Regions from separate parts of the Arabidopsis thaliana genome. Here region 2 is linked to region 1. The links are chromatin contacts, called in public capture Hi-C maps. All regions are on one chromosome and are shown on one strand. The core of a region is the stretch at or near the end of the contact, and the rest is flanking DNA. Distances in the headings are between cores, read along the strand shown. Region 1 holds the start of emb1507 (U5 small nuclear ribonucleoprotein helicase). Region 2 holds the start of AT1G21280 (Copia-like polyprotein/retrotransposon).

Evidence for each region. Capture Hi-C pulls out chosen DNA fragments and counts their contacts.
Region 2: a contact with region 1 is called in a capture Hi-C map of seedling, with 1.7 times the contacts expected there. A contact is called at or near these places in 1 of 26 Hi-C or Micro-C datasets (root) and 1 of 3 other capture datasets (seedling).

What each region holds. Positions count from the first base shown.
Region 1 is chr1:7,308,938-7,311,637 of TAIR10.1, reverse strand. It overlaps emb1507 (U5 small nuclear ribonucleoprotein helicase), which reads left to right and starts at 1,367. Exons shown (of 5, transcript NM_101949.5): 1 at 1,367-1,552; 2 at 1,708-2,700. The coding sequence starts at 1,724.
Region 2 is chr1:7,447,211-7,449,910 of TAIR10.1, reverse strand. It overlaps AT1G21280 (Copia-like polyprotein/retrotransposon), which reads left to right and starts at 1,428. Exons shown (of 1, transcript NM_101980.3): 1 at 1,428-2,421. The coding sequence starts at 1,508. The coding sequence ends at 2,221. It overlaps WAK2 (wall-associated kinase 2), which reads right to left. Exons shown (of 3, transcript NM_101979.4): 3 at 1,428-2,700. The coding sequence ends at 2,566. It also overlaps the pseudogene AT1G21286.

The sequences.
Region 1 (2,700 bases), core at 118-2,617:
CAACCGTAAGTGATAATCGGTAGTTAAATATTCCTTCCATATATACTAATCAAATGCAGCGGTTAAATAATTGATAGGAAAAAAAACAGCATAGGCATTGTTACTTTGTGTTTACACTTTTGAATAAAAAGTATTATTAAGTAAAACAAATAAATAATAAAAAATATTATTAAATCTTGGAATAAAGTACACCAATTTTGTCATAAATAATTAACTCCGGCAAAACTTTAAAGATAATGGAGCCACACTATGTCACATGATCGATGCTCCCTCTAATCCGCAATAGGTGCTTACATGGATGTTTAAACCGAATTTAGGCGGACGAGAGTTCTTAGTTGTTTATATATACGTAATTTGTTTTGTTGTATATGTGCAGTAACAAAAATAACATCGCTTTAAAACAAAAAAAATTGAAGTGGTTTAGCATAATTTTAGATATTAATTAATCTTGGTAAACTCTTAAAAAAACAGTTTTGTTTTAGAATATTAAACAAAAATACATAATTGAATATGATGCTCTTGTTACGTGGATTTCCACACATGGCCTTTTTGGGACATTTTGATTTTCCACGTCTCAATATTTCACACGCCTACTTATGTGATGACTGATGCGTGATTAGTCAATTTTCTGTATTAAATTACTGTTTTGTTTGTTTGTCACCATTCTCTGTATTTCCTTAAAGAGTAAAAGAAAGTAAAAATTTAGTCACCGGTTGAGTTTTTTTCTTTCCAAACAAGAGTTTTAATGATGGAGTGAGTTTTTCTTGTACTTTGTCATGTTGTTATGGTAGTTGATTCTTGTTATATCGATATATAACATGAGAACTCTTTTTAATACAAAACTATAAATTATACGTGTTGCATGTTTGAAAACTATATTATCACTAAGATCAATAGATCTCTTTAGAGATTTGACAAAAATAAACAAAGACATATATATAAATTTTTTGGATATTTTTATGGACTGCCCAGTTTTCACATGATAACACATGAACCTTCGTCTCATATACATGTGCCATCTTTTACTAATCTAAGATTGCATTCAAAGTAATCAGCCTCCATGTCATTGTCACCATTTAAAGTTTTTCCCATTCCTTGTTCATTATTACACACACATTATATTTGTCAGCGATTATTAATGTTGAGGTATTAATATTTTGACAATTTTAATTCTTATAATAAACAAAAACACTTGCATTCATTCTCAAATTAACAAACGCAAAAGAAAGCATGAGACCATTGTCTTATTACGTTGGGCTTAGGAAGTATGTACAGGCCCAGCCCAATCCATGTACAGAGTCGGTTTCGTTATTGGATCCATAGTTTCAAAACGGCATCGTTAAAGTTTTCCACCTTAAGGCGGTATCGCTAGCTTATAGAAAGAATTCGCAGTCGAATAAACGAAGGAGTGTCTCCTTTAGTCATTTAGGTCGATTATTAGGAGATAGAGGACGTGAGAAGGGAGAGATCTGAGTCTCCTACTAGGGTTTCTTCTACTGGATTGATTCGTTGCAGAGAGTGAAGCTAAGAAGAGATTTTCGTAGCTGTTTCTGTAAGTTTTTTTTAATCTCCGTTTCCTCGATTTGGGTGTGGTTTTATTAGGGTTTATCATCTCTGGGAGCTTCTTCGTTTCACTTTTGGTTCGTTTCTTCGATTTGAGGTTAACATTGTGTATTTTTTTTTGTTCCTGTTTGATTTGGTTTCTAGGTTTTCGGATTGGTAGATGGCGAACTTGGGAGGCGGTGCGGAAGCACATGCCAGGTTCAAGCAGTATGAGTACAGAGCCAATTCTAGTCTGGTGTTAACTACTGATAATAGACCTCGGGATACTCATGAGCCTACAGGAGAACCGGAAACTCTGTGGGGGAAAATCGATCCGAGGTCTTTTGGTGACCGTGTTGCTAAGGGAAGGCCTCAGGAGTTGGAGGATAAGCTGAAAAAGTCTAAGAAGAAGGAACGTGATGTTGTAGATGATATGGTAAATATTAGGCAGAGTAAGAGGCGGCGTCTAAGGGAAGAGAGTGTGCTGACTGATACTGATGATGCGGTTTATCAGCCGAAGACTAAGGAGACGAGGGCTGCTTATGAAGCCATGCTTGGTCTTATCCAGAAGCAGTTGGGTGGGCAACCTCCGAGTATTGTTAGTGGTGCAGCGGATGAGATTTTGGCTGTTCTCAAGAATGACGCATTTAGAAACCCTGAGAAAAAGATGGAGATTGAGAAGTTGCTGAACAAGATTGAAAACCATGAGTTTGATCAGCTTGTTTCCATTGGAAAGTTAATCACGGACTTCCAAGAGGGTGGTGATTCTGGTGGTGGTAGAGCTAATGATGATGAAGGGCTTGATGATGATTTGGGCGTGGCTGTTGAATTTGAGGAGAATGAAGAAGATGATGAGGAAAGCGATCCTGATATGGTTGAAGAGGATGATGATGAGGAGGATGATGAGCCTACCAGAACTGGAGGCATGCAGGTTGATGCAGGGATAAATGATGAGGATGCAGGAGATGCCAATGAGGGCACAAATCTTAATGTTCAAGACATTGATGCATATTGGCTCCAGAGAAAGATCTCTCAAGCGTATGAACAGCAGATTGATCCACAACAATGCCAGGTACTCGCAGAAGAGCTACTAAAGATACTCGCTGAAGGGGATGATAGGGTTGTTGAGGACAAGCTGCTTATGCACCTTCAGTACGA
Region 2 (2,700 bases), core at 179-2,678, 140 kb before region 1:
GAAGTGTTTTCGTGTTTTTTGAATCCATATTGGTACATTATCAATGTCATATGGAATTAGATTCGTCAACTGAAATTTTGCATAAGAGCTCTAAATTTGGTTATTTGACTACTGGTTAGTATAACAACTATAGATGATGCACAAAATATTCTCTCAATACATAATTTGATGAGGCAATTACAAAGAAGTAGGATTCATGTTTTACAAACAAAAGACATGTGTGAATTTGTCAGAGCTCCGATGTCCAATATTCTTGATGCTGTCATAACTACGGCTACTGGTATCTCCCTGTGTTGATAATATTCGAACACCGAGCAAGTGTTCAATCTCCCTTGTCTCAGGATACTGATTATGTTTTAATTGTTTTGACTTTCAAGGTCTCTAACTCTGCAGCTACTTCGTTCATCCTTGGCCTTTCCTGTACCCTCAATCGCAAACTTCATATTCTCCTTCTCTTTTTCTCTCTAAATTGGTTTCTCTCATCTCTCCAAAGCATCTGCTTCTTAAATATAAGAAAACACACTCCATTCTTGAGATGTTCTCTTGACTTGGTTCCGTTGACTTGTCCCCACTTTCTCCTACATTAAGGTCCTTAAAGAAAAACACATTACAAAGAGGCAATAGTTTCAACATGTTCGGGTGAGATAGAGACGCAGATATCGTGTATGAGTCATTGAGTCCACATCGGCGACAAAACTCTTTCTCGTCTGCAATTCCATGGAGCCTAACTCTTCTGATGTCTTTTTTCCTACATTGTACTAGAAAATGAAGAAGGGTTGAAGAATGGGTGGGAGAGATTTTGGGGCAAAAATGATTTCACCAGCCTTGTTGGTGCCAGGAGAAGTCATATTGACCAAAGGGAAAGGAAGCTCAAATGTTTGCTTGGACCAACATGTTTCTTGACATTCTCTAGTATCCACAAATCAAAACTAGAGAAGCTTAAAGGGTTTCTAGCAATGGAAGCTAACTTCCCTTTGTATTCTATCAATATTGATTCACACTCCCGAACCAAAACATCCCTAGGCACTTTGATAAAACTTAGCCTCTCATATCTAACATGAAAACACACAATCACCATTCACCGGATCCATTCTTAGTCTAGGGGCCCAAGCACCATAATAGATGGAACCATAGATGCAAAGTCCCTTGGTTACACGGTAATAAGGAGCTTTGGTAAACTGATTACGTGTTTTTGATGTTTCTTGTCCTCCAAAACCAAGATACAGGTCATGTGAAGACACCAGGTTCAACGCTTTGATTAATGACCAACAAGATCATATCCCAATGATGCGCGGGGTCCTTTAATGGGTAAGGTAATCCCTGAAACTTTGGGCTAGGGAGGGGAAATACAAGGCCCATTAAGCCCAACTGTTTACAAAAAATTGCGACTTTTCTTATTTTGGAAAATTATTTCTTTATTTGAGACTAAAAAAGTCAAAATCGAAAGGGATACAAAGCAAGCCCTAGGATTTGGAAGCAGAGAGAGACTCTCAGAGCAGCGACGACAATGGCGGAAACTATCAAGAGCGTATCTCCAACATCAGACCCCGATTCACCGTATTATCTCCCTCCCGATATTCATCATCCCTCCGATTTCTCTATCCAAAAACTCAGCAAAGACGAAGACAACTACGTCGCCTGGAAAATTCGATTTCGCTCTTTCCTCCGAGTCACGAAAAAATTCGGGTTTATCGACGGTACTCTCCCGAAGCCAGACCCTTTCTCTCCGCTCTATCAGCCATGGGAACAATGCAACGCAATGGTTATGTATTGGCTGATGAATTCGATGACCGATAAGCTTCTAGAATCTGTTATGTACGCGGAGACTGCTCATAAAATGTGGGAAGATCTCAGACGTGTATTCGTTCCTTGTGTTGATTTGAAGATTTATCAGCTTCGTCGGAGACTCGCGACGCTCAGGCAAGGTGGTGACTCTGTTGAGGAGTATTTTGGGAAATTGAGTAAAGTTTGGATGGAGTTGTCGGAGTATGCTCCTATACCGGAGTGTAAATGCGGTGGTTGCAATTGCGAGTGTACTAAACGAGCTGAAGAGGCGAGAGAGAAGGAGCAGCGTTACGAGTTTTTGATGGGGTTGAAGTTGAACCAAGGCTTCGAGGCTGTGACGACAAAAATCATGTTCCAGAAACCTCCTCCGTCACTTCACGAAGCTTTCGCTATGGTCAAAGATGCAGAATCGATGATGAAGTGGTACAGTAGATGAAGAATTTAGGAAGCAGGTTTATGATCATAACTTTTCTCTTCTTTGCCTATGTTTTTTTTTGGGATTCTAGTGTTTCTTATTGAGATGTGTTTGAAGCTATATCTGTATATTATCAATCTCATATGGAATTAGATTTTTATGAACTAAAATTTAACACAAGAGTTTTAAATTTGCCAATAACCAGATCGGTTACTGGTTAGTATACCAAGTAAAGGAAAATATGAACATGATTATTGATGATGTACAAACAAATCTGTCAAAGCATTATTGATGAAGCAACAAGGAAATGACTTTCTTTTTTTACAAACAAAAGATATACATGTGATTTTGTCAGAGCATTAATATCAACGGCCAGCTTCAATGTCCAATGTTGTTACATTTCTGATGCTGTCATAGCCAATGCTGCTACTGGTTTCGCCTTGTGCTGACAAGATTTGAACGCCGAGCAAGTGTTCAATCTCCCCTGTCTCACGATACTG